Linked DNA regions of Bombyx mori: region 1 is linked to region 2. The links are chromatin contacts, called in public Hi-C maps. All regions are on one chromosome and are shown on one strand. Each heading gives the region's core, a stretch centred on a gene start, on an enhancer-like site or on the middle of the called end of the contact. The rest is flanking DNA. Distances are from core to core; before and after follow the strand shown. Region 1 overlaps LOC101745063. Region 2 overlaps LOC105841955 (aminopeptidase N).

Region 1 (5,579 bases), core at 1,912-4,411, 120 kb before region 2:
AATATATTTTTTAAATTATGCATAAATAATAAATTAAATCAATTAAAAAAAAACATTACACACACTACCATGTATTTGACACACACACACCTATGCAGACTCATTGTCAAGCTTTTGTTATTGCATAAAGTCTGTGGTCAAATTGAAAATAGGTTTATAATATTGTTTGTCTTTAATATTATTTGTCTACAGTGTAGTATTGGCAAAATCAGTGGTTATAGAAGTAAAACAGTCTTTGATAATAGAACCATAATAATGTACAAGCTTATGATTTCAATTAATTATAGTCGAATCTCGACTACTGCGGGACCACTAGGCTTAATAATACCCAAAAATACGTAAATCAAAACACAGTCACCACACGCACTTATTTTGTTTATCGAAAGTTGTAGATGGAATGCCTGTTTTCGAGTTACCGCGGCGTATATCAACAACTTCATTGAAAATACTTCAACTTTATGTTAATGCCGGATGCTGTTTTGAATTTCATTTCATTTGTAATTTAAAAAACGTCATTTATTCTATGTATTTAGATTAAATAGTTCTATAACGGCCTGAATTTGTATCCTTAGAGTATACATGCGCGAGCATTAGCATTAGTATTTATAATACTCTAAAGTTGTATCATATTCATTGATAGATTTTGCGGTAGGCAGCGGCTTGGCTCTGCCCCTGGCATTGCTGAAGTCCATGGGCGACGGTAACCACTCACCATCAGGTGGGCCGTATGCTCGTCTGCCTACAAGCGCAATAAAAAAAAGTCGTTAACGTCCCCGAATCCTGATCACACAGGAGCAAGTTACCGTCGTCGCCCTAGACACGTCCTTACGGATCCATCAGATCCAATAACTCTTGCATTAGATACCTTCAGCTCTAACACTAGGAGCAGGCTGAGGAACCCTGTCGAGTTCGACGAGTAGGACGTCGAACTCGACAAAGAGGTCGACGTGCAACCTAACCCATGCATCAGCCCGCTGAGTTTCTCGCCGGATCTTCTCAGTGGGTCGCGATTCCGATCCGGTAGTAGATTCATTCGCGAAGCAATTGCTCTTGAGTTGTTAGGTCTCCTTCGGAGGCGCTCGGGCAGTTGTTAGCTAATCCCACCCCTCCTGGCTGAGCCTTTGCTCGCCCACCTATCCTGGTGCAACTGGAAAGGCCTCCGGGTCACCAGTAATCTTTCAATCATAAAAAAAAAGAAGTCATGAACGAAGTACTTTGAATGAAACGTGGCCTTTTCTTTAGGATAAGACGTCCGGTGCATTCGTATTGAGCTATGCACCGGTGTTCAAATCTCAGGCGGGTACATTTTTCTAATGAAATATGTACTCAAGAAATGTTCACGATTGACTTCCACGGTGAAGGAATAACATCGTGTAATAAAAATCAAACCCGCTAAATTATAATTTGCGTAATTACTGGTGGTAGGACCTCTTGTGAGTCCGCAGTTATGCGTTTCGGCTTAAAGGGTGGGGCAGCCGTTGTAACTATACTTGAGATTTTAGAACTAATATCTCAAGGTGGGTGGCGCATTTACGTTACAGATGTCTATGGGCTCCAGTAACCACTTAAAACCAGGTGGGCTGTGAGCTCGTCCACTCATCTAAGCAATAAAAAAAAAGAAGATAAAACACAAACTTAAGTATTTGATTTGCTTGTGAAATGGCTACATACCTACCTAAGAAATAAAGCTATCGCGTCAGAAATGGCGGGAGATTTATAGGGACCATAGGTTATGCAAAATTGAGATCAAGGATGCAGTTCAGACTGCCAAGTGTAGAGCCGCTAAAAATTATTATCTTTGGCGTAGATTAGCATAGACGAGCTCGGCCCATCGGGTGTAAAGTTACCACCCGAACTAATATAATTACAAAATTAATCCTGACACCCGCCTCGATAAGTACTAATCATAATGAATTGCTTATCGGTTGTGTATTATTATCTTCGAAATGAAGATAGGGATAGGTAAGACTATGATTATCAGCGTACAGCTTACTAAAATCGAATACGTCAAACCATCGGTGGTCACTTAATAATGTTTTTTTAGCCGACTTCAAAAAAAGGAGGAAGTTCTCAATTCGATTGTATGTTTTTTTATGTTTGTTACCTCATAGCTTTTGACTGAATGCGTCGATTTTGATGATTCTTTCTCATTAGAAAGCTGATGCTTCCCGTGTGGTCCTATTACAATTTAGTCCAGTTCTGATAATGGTATCCATGAGAAAACCATATACCTAAGTCTTAAATTTGCATTAGGTAGGTATGTGCGCGACAAATACATGAATAACTCAATATCACGCCAACCGATTTCGATGATTATTGTTTTTAGTGTATATTAATTTGTTTTGGAATAATTTATTTTCTATTTGAAGTCGGTTTTTGTTAAAGCTTGTCTATTTACAATTACTAGAGGTCCCGCAGTAGTCGAAATTCGACTATAATTGGAATTGTAAGTTTGTACACTATTAAGTTTGTATTTTATACTTCTATAGTCACAAATTTCGCCAAGACTACACTATAAAAAATATTAACAAAGACAAACAATATTTAATCTATTCTCAATTTGACGACAGACGTCAATAACAAAAGTTTGACAATAAATAGTATGCATGCGTGTGTGCGTCAAGTATGTAGTGTATGTAGTGTGTGTAATGTTTTCTTTATTGATTTAATGTATCTTTTATGCATTATTTTTTAAAAATATTAGCATTGTGCACTTCTCTATATTCTCTATAAGTGTGGAAAATTTCATACTCCTCCGTCCGCGCAATTTTCATAAAAAGGGATACAAAGTTTTTTCTTCACGTATTAATATATACATTGTTGAAATAGTTGAGGATGTTGTCGCTATATATACCTTAAGTTGACCTTTAGTTCGTATAAAAATATGGCTAGCCTATCAGAGGCAATAGTTTACTGGGTTTAAATACAATCGAAGTTTATTTGTTTGTTTTAAAAATGTTTTAAAAGTACCACAGCGCGAAAACGATAATTGTCATTTAGAATGTTGTCAAGCATTATGATAAAGTTCAATAGTAAAACGTGTGAATTAAATAGTTAAAAAGTTCTCTATCTCTAAAAATCTCTGTCAAGGTCGGCCATGTTTGCCAGCGGTTTGCTCGTAAGAGACAGAGCACGCTTATTGCCGCATCGTACAAGTGCGTGAAGGATAGACGATCTGGGTCATCAATGACGTTAGTTCGAAGGATGAAAGAATTGGGTTGCAAGCCACTTAAAAAATCTTGGAATTACATTTTATTTTTATTTTTGTTTAAGCTATTAAGAGTATACCGTTTTGGTTAAAACCAAAATTGGTTTCATCATGTTTTATTATTATTATTATTATTATTCATTGTGTATTCTGGATTCTTAGAAGAGAAGAAGAAAAAAAGTGCTTTTAATGAAGTTTTAAAGTTTTTCAACTGTTGTTTTTTTTCCTGTTTTTTGTTATTTTCATTTATTTTGTTTTGAAATCAAGCATTTCGCTTTACAACTTTATGATAAAAATCATTTTAAGTGTGTATTGATTATGTTTATTTATTACTGTTGATGTTGTCAACCTTTGTTAAGGTAGTCGTGGAAAACAATAGCTTAGCTAATCATGACCACATCTCTAATTGTACATATTCAGAATGTGAGATTTAAAAAAAAATACCTACATAAAACATACACATACATACGTAAAAAAAAGCAGAAGAAAAAAAGCAACAAATTTATGGGAAACTTATTTTGTTAATCTGACATCCCACTTCGAGAAAATTCTATCAATCGCGCTTTCTGATTGGTCAGACTATTGGACTTTCTTGAATGTTCTCGATTCGTATTGGTCGCTACGTCAGCAAGTGTATAAATAGGAGGCGCGCGCGGGAAACTTTAGTAGTTTGAATCTTGCAGTTTTGTAACACGTATTTACAATTCGATCATCTCAAAATGGTGGCTATAGGCATCGATCTTGGGACTACGTATTCGTGTGTGGCTGTCTGGAGGCAAGGACACGTGGAAGTTATACCCAACGAGCAAGGTAATCGTTCAACTCCATCTTACGTAGCTTTCACAGAGACAGAACGACTTATAGGCGAGTGCGCTAAGAACCAAGCGGTTTTTAACCCGCGCAACACGGTTTTTAGCGCTAAGCGCTTGATCGGACGCCGCTACGACGATATCGGAGTCCAAATGGACCTACGGTATTGGCCATTCAATGTCGTCAATGAAAACGGTAAGCCAATTATATCGGTTACATACAAAAGCGGTACGAAGCGGTTCGCTCCTGAGGAAATAAGCAGTATGCTACTTTTCAGGATCAAGGAGATGGCCGAGGCGTATCTCGGGTGCGAAGTCGATAAAGCAGTGATCACTGTGCCTGCTTATTTCACGGACTCCCAACGTCAAGCCACTAGGACGGCTGGCGTCGTCGCTGGCTTTCAGGTCCTCAGGGTGACGAACGAGCCGACAGCAGCCGCCCTCGCCTACAGCATAGACAAGAAACTTAAAGGCAAAAAGATCTTAGTTTACGACTTAGGCGGTGGCACATTCGACGTTTCGATCCTGATCATCAAGGACGGTCCGGTGTATGAAGTGAAAGCGACAGCCGGCAACACTAGATTGGGCGGAGAGGATTTTGATAACAGATTAGTTGCATATTTCTCTGAGGATTTCCGCAAGCGGTTCAATATTGATATAACCAAGAATCCGAAGTCGTTGAGGAGACTCAAAACTGCTGCGGAGAGAGTTAAAAGGTTTCTCACTTCGGCCACTGAAGCAACAGTACAAGTCGAGTCCTTGTACGATGACATTGACTATGTCGGAAAGATTTCTCGGACCGTATTCGAAGAGCTATGCTCTGATTTATTCTACGACACGCTCAAGTTGATCGAGCAGGCTTTAGCCGATGCGAGGCTAAAGAAAAATGACATAAATCGTGTCATTCTGGTCGGAGGTAGCACGAGAATACCAAAGATACAGGAGATACTACATGAATACTTCGAAGGGAGGGTGTCGGCATGTCTGAATCCCGATGAGGCTGTAGCGCACGGAGCCGCCATCCAAGCAGCGATATTGAGTGGAGAACACGACGTTAACATCCGAGACCTGCACCTCGTTGACGTGGTCCCATTATCGCTCGGCGTCGAGACAGTCAGAGGAGTAATGTACAAAGTCATCGAACGAAATACATCTATACCCTGTCGAAGGACCAAAGACCTGACCACTCTAGATGACTACCAAAACAGCATGACAATCGAAGTTTTCGAAGGCGAACGAACGCTAACGAAGGACAACAGTTTACTTGGAGTATTCGATCTCCACGGCATTCCACCGGCTCCGAGAGGTGTCGCCAAAGTCGATGTCACATTCGATATAGACGCGAACGGCATCTTGAGCGTGACCGCGCGAGATCGGAGCACCGGTAACTGCAAGAGTATCACTATAAAGAACGAGAACAGAGTCTCTCAGCTGCAGATAGGGAAAATGATAGCAGATGCCGAAACTTACCGCGAAGAAGACAGGGAGAATCAACGGAGATTGGAGTGCAGGAACCAGCTCGAAACCTATATCTACGATGTTAAGAACAGAGCGGAGAATAG
Region 2 (5,405 bases), core at 108-2,607:
AAGGTGGGTGGCGCATTTACGTTGTAGATGTCTATGGACTCCAGTAACCACTTAACACCAGGTGGGCTGTGAGTACTCCACCAATCTAAGCAATAAAAATAAAAATAAATCTTCTAATGCTCACCCTCAGGTTAGACTCTGGAAGTACAGTTCGGGCGGTCGCGGCATTGAGACTCGAACGCGCCGACATCGAGTCGGCTACGGATGAACTCTCTCTGCACAAGGTAACCCTTGCGTCTGTTTTCTCTACCATTAGTAATCTTTTTTTTTCCTACCTAAGCTGATGGTCTAGAGCAGCCTTTCCCAAAGTGGGCAATAACGCCCCCTTGTGGGCGCTGCCGGCCTAAAGGGGGGCAGTAAGAGACCCTGGAAAAAAGGGGGCGTTGTGGCTTGAGCTTGGCGATTTGTAATTTAATCTAGAAGGACTCTTAGACACCGACTAAGCTCTCACTATAGTGGTTTTTAAGTAGGATGGGGGCGCTGAAAAATAATTTATTCTTAAAGTGGGCAGTAGATAAAATAAGCTTGAAAACCCCTGGTCTAGAGAGACCATATCGGGCTCAAATCTGACGACGTTGCTAACACGAACCCTAGCAAGAGTCGTGCTTCGCAGAATCTACCATCGGAACTACGTATCGGAAACGGGACCCACTGAGAAGATCCGGCGAGAAACTCAGTGAGCTATAATCTTATGCAGTTTGGACTAATTAAATTTGTCTCAACAAGTACCATCAGTGGGCTATAATCTTATGCAGTTTAGACTAATAAGATTTGTCTCAACGAGTACCACACGCGAAGGTTGTCTTGTTTGGTTTTTTTCATTGATTTCTTACTGTCTAGGGTGCTGCCATAGTTAGTATGGCAATCGAAGCAGCCGGTGAGGAAACTGGCCGAGCAGCACTCGCGCGTCTGTTGCGCGATCACCGCTATGCAAGCGCCGACGCCAGGTAAGCTATGTTTTATGATCGGTGTCTAGGTCTACTGGACGAAGACCGACCACAGCATCCGGATCTGAAGCTGAACACAGAATCTTTGTTAACGACTTCACAGAGGGCATTCCATTTTAATAGGACACGTCAGATATATAGGTACGGAGCGGGGTAGAATGATCCATTATTAGTGTGAGCACACATTGCCGAGCACTCAAAATAACTGATGAGACAATCAATGCAAACGTTTATTTTCACTGTAGCAAACAAATTTACAGAGAATCACTAATGATCGAACAGATAAATGGAGGTTAGTCGACAAACGCGGGAAGCTCGTTACAACGACCCAAGTGACCAAGTAATGACCGTTCGGGTCGGTCCCTAAAGATGGCAGTTTATTCTTTACAGTAAAAGTGTAGGTACCTCAAACGTCAACTGTCAAACAGCCTCAAACGTCAAACCGTCGGAAATTGGCGTTGCCATCGCCTTATCGACCTTACCTAAATGAACTACTTGACGCTTCCGACTAAACTCGATTAATAACATTTACTGAAACTGCGACATAAACATCTCTTTCCTGCACTAAATCGAATTGAAGTTGCGGCCTCCGCACCAAAGATGCCCATATCTTCCTTAACCCACTCCAAGGCGAATACGGCCGTGGCGTACCAATACCTAGCTAAAGATTTGTCGTCTAGCATGCAATTGCTATAGACATGCTGATTGTAGATGTTGGAAGCTTTACATTAGAGACATTAGATGAAGAATACCTATCTGGTCGCGCCACAAGGAACAGATTTGTAACATAAAAAAATATATATCCAGAGATTTATGGCGGGCGTTGCAACGTGACAACCCTGACGATGCATCGGTGCAGGCCCACGCGTGGGACGGCTGGTGCGAGAAGCCAGGGTATCCGTTGCTGAGCGCGACGACAGTCGGAGATGACGTCATTCTCAAACAAGAAAGGTCAGTTATATGCTCCTCATTTAAAATCTTAACTATGACCGCGATTAAGTCCTAGGTTTTTTTTATTGCTTACATAGGTGGACGAGTTCACAGCCCACCTGTTGTTAAGTAGTTACCGGAGCTCCGGAGCCCATAGACATGTACAACGTAAGTGCGCCACCTACCTTGAAATATAAGTTCTAAGGTCTCAGTATAGCAACGGCTGCCCCACCCATCAAGACGAAACGCATTACTACTTCACGGCAGAAATAGGTAGGGTGGTGGTACCTACCCGTGCGGACTCACAAAAGGTCCTACCACCGGTAATTACGCAAATTATAATTTTGCGGGTTTCATTTTTATTACACGATGTTATCCCTTCACCGTGAAAGTCAATCGTGAACGTTTGTTAAGTACGTATTTCATTATAAAAATCGTTACCCGCCTGGGATTCGAACACCCCGTGCATCGCTCAACACGAACGCACCGGACGTCTTATCCTTTAGGCCACGACGACTTCAAAACCTGCCCGGTGAATAATACATTAAAGCATACCCCATTCAACTCCCAGGTTCCTGATGACGGCCGAACCACCACCCCCAGAGCCTCCAATGCTGAACGACCTCCTCACTCAGGACTTGAGAGCCGATCTCGAAGCATTGTTCTTTGATCCAGGTAATAAATAAACGTAGATATAAGTGAAACAAACTTAAATTATATTTGGCTTGTGTATTAGCAGACTGCACGGGTATGTCCCACCATCACAGACCTGTCTCTCGCTGAGATGTCTATGAGCTTCAGTAAGTACTGGTGGGAATAATCTTGAACTCAGAGACTGGTTCGAATCTCAGGGTCCAGGCAGAGATTCAATGGGAACTATGGTTTCAGATATAACTATGAACCGTTGGTTTGTATGAAATGAGTTATGTTGCGAGGTGCAATGATGGGGTTACAAACATTGATAGCACAATGCACAGGGTAGCGCGGAGGGGTCTGGGTCAGTCGGGAGACCGCTAAGTGGTTAGATTAGAAATAGCTTTTTCAAGGTCTTGCACATTTCTCAACGACACTTGAAGTGGATGTTTGAGTTTTAAACACTGATTGTTATTACTACCTGGACTATCGTCCACGGACACCAAATCATTAGCATATAACGCATTCTTATAGAAAACTACACGGACGCTACCGAAGAGGACTACAATGCCACCACCACGACCACCCCACTCCCAACCACCACCACCAAGAAGCCGTCGCCGAAGACGACGAAGCTGCCGCCACCGAAATGGATTATCCCGATTACCTTCACCGTTGGCCCCCTGGAAGCAGACCCGGAGGAAATCCACACAATGCACAACGGAACTTGGTGAGTGGAGACCGTGGACTGCTGTGACTATCCCGCCTATTCCTGACGCTAAGGAGACAAGGTTTCCTCGCGTACATATGCTTGGGGCTTGGTTTTGTTACTGGTACCGCATAACGACATTGACTTATGAAGCAACATGATCTTTGTAAAGATCAATAATAATTATTAAGGAGATACCCATAAAACTGAAATGCATAACTGGAAGTAGTATCAAGAGCGTGGGGAAACCGAAGGCGGTGGCGAAACGAACGATCACTAGAACGGTGACGGATCCTCGCCTTCGCAAATGCGAATGTTCTCGAATTCGCCTCCGCATTCGCCTGCGCGAATTCTCAGAGGTGTTCCTCGTGTGGAAATTCCCAATAAATGAGCGTAATACACAAAATCGTATGGTACGAAATTTAAAACTTTTGCTCTTGTTTTGTACACTTACCCCGCGTGCCCCCTAAGACCACCTCGCAAAAGGTTCCCCCCTACTGAAAAAAAAGCCACTTCCGTCTCCCTTAACTTCTGCCTTCGCGGCGACCAAGCTGTGACCATCTAGATGCCTCCGTTAGAACTTTACAAATCATTACTATGACTAATACGAAAAAAAGTACTTTCGGCAATGACGAACCCATGTGCTCCCACGAAGCCGTTGACCGCACGAATTGATTTTTGATCGCGTTACATTCCGTGCTACAGTTTGGAAAGCTTTTCTTTCGTCTTCTCTTGAAAATATTCAGGATTGCGGTTATCGTTGGCAATTGGCCATGGCCCAGCGCTGAGCTCTCTCCCAGACTAGGAGACACAGGTATGCTCCAAATCGTTTTGCATCCAAACGCTATGATCCGAAGGTACGACATTGGAAACGAGACAAAGCCGCTTCAGACATCGCGATGGACGGAGAACACGACGCATCTGGTCTGGATGAACGATACCGAAAGTAAGTTCATATTTATACCAGGAAAGTTATGTGAGTTCATATTTATACCAGGAGAGTTGTGTGAGTTCATATTCATACCAGGAGAGTTGTGTGAGTTCATATGTATACACAAATACACATATAACGGCAACTGAGTGAAAAGTTTGATACTTTTAAAAATCGACTAATCAAAGCTTTCTTGTTGAAGTACATATATTCAGTGTCACTCGGAAAATTCTTAACAATCGCCCGTACATTCGTTACTGTAGAGGCATTTAAAAGTTATAAAAGGAACTCGCATCCAGAGACCGGGAAACCGTTCCTATTTTGGACATCCGTGTAAAAATCCTTACTAGTTTACATACACGAACCGCGTAAACCTTTCCTATTTTGGATGATCGTGTAAAAAAACATTAGTAATTCGATACGATAGAGAACCAATATTGTCCAATCCAAATAAATTGGACCATTTAGAACATACGGGTCTATGGAGATTAGGGTATTATTTCCTATAAACGTTCCTCCGAGAAACTTTGAAGTTTCCATAATTTTTTTACCGTCATCTTCCAAGATTTTCTCACCACGTATCATCCGGGTCAGGAGTATATCTTCTGCTAAAGTTTGCCAAATGATAAAGCGCAGAAAGAGTCTCCAAGAGCAGACAGAGTTTTCGGTCTACCGTGCTATGAGGAATTACTAGATTATTTAAAACAACAGAAGATAATGTTTCGCAGTGGTCATACCGGATCTAGGTAAACACAAATGGATCAGATACAACGTCGGAGCTCGTGGACTGTACCGGGTCGCGCCACAGGACCGAGCAGGGGAGGAGGTAAGGAAATCCTTAATGCAGAACAACAAATGATTAACTTCCCCACAGCCCACTGAGCTTCTCGCAGGATCTCCTCAGTGGGTTGCAATTCCGATCCTGTGGTAGATTCAGCGAAGCACTGCTCTTGCTATGGTTAGTATTAACAGTCTCAGGCTACGCTAGCCCACTAGTCAGGATAAAGCCAGAATAGTAGTACCCTGAGGCTTTTTTTGCTTAAATGGGAGAACAAGCTCACTACTCCTCTGCTGTTAAATAGTTACCGGGCCTATAGACATCAACAACGTAAATGCCGCCACCTACCTTGAGATATTAGTTCTAAGGTCTCAGTTTCTACAATATAATGGCTGCCCCTACCTTCAAACCGAAACGGGTTACTGCTTCTAAGCAGAAATAGTCAGGTCATAAAACGCCGCTCTGCCTATTCGTGCC

What was found. A called contact is a pair of places that touch in the nucleus more often than the background predicts.
Region 1: a contact with region 2 is called in a Hi-C map of middle silk gland, with 1.7 times the contacts expected there. The contact joins two enhancer-like sites. A contact is called at or near these places in 2 of 7 Hi-C or Micro-C datasets (middle silk gland and whole pupa).

The regions. Positions count from the first base shown.
Region 1 is chr11:3,109,268-3,114,846 of ASM3026992v2, reverse strand. The region is part of intron 9 of LOC101745063; the gene reads left to right. Among protein-coding and RNA genes, the nearest start is that of LOC105841957, 9.7 kb to the right of the region's middle. Within about 2 kb of position 3,161, at least 8 of the 8 cell types and tissues checked have open chromatin away from gene starts, as enhancers often do.
Region 2 is chr11:2,984,258-2,989,662 of ASM3026992v2, reverse strand. LOC105841955 (aminopeptidase N) reads left to right here. Exons shown (of 28, transcript XM_021349745.3): 15 at 131-224; 16 at 841-947; 17 at 1,755-1,898; 18 at 2,449-2,552; 19 at 3,045-3,240; 20 at 4,077-4,165; 21 at 4,879-4,976. Among protein-coding and RNA genes, the nearest start is that of LOC134199648, 8.3 kb to the right of the region's middle. Within about 2 kb of position 1,357, at least 3 of the 8 cell types and tissues checked have open chromatin away from gene starts, as enhancers often do.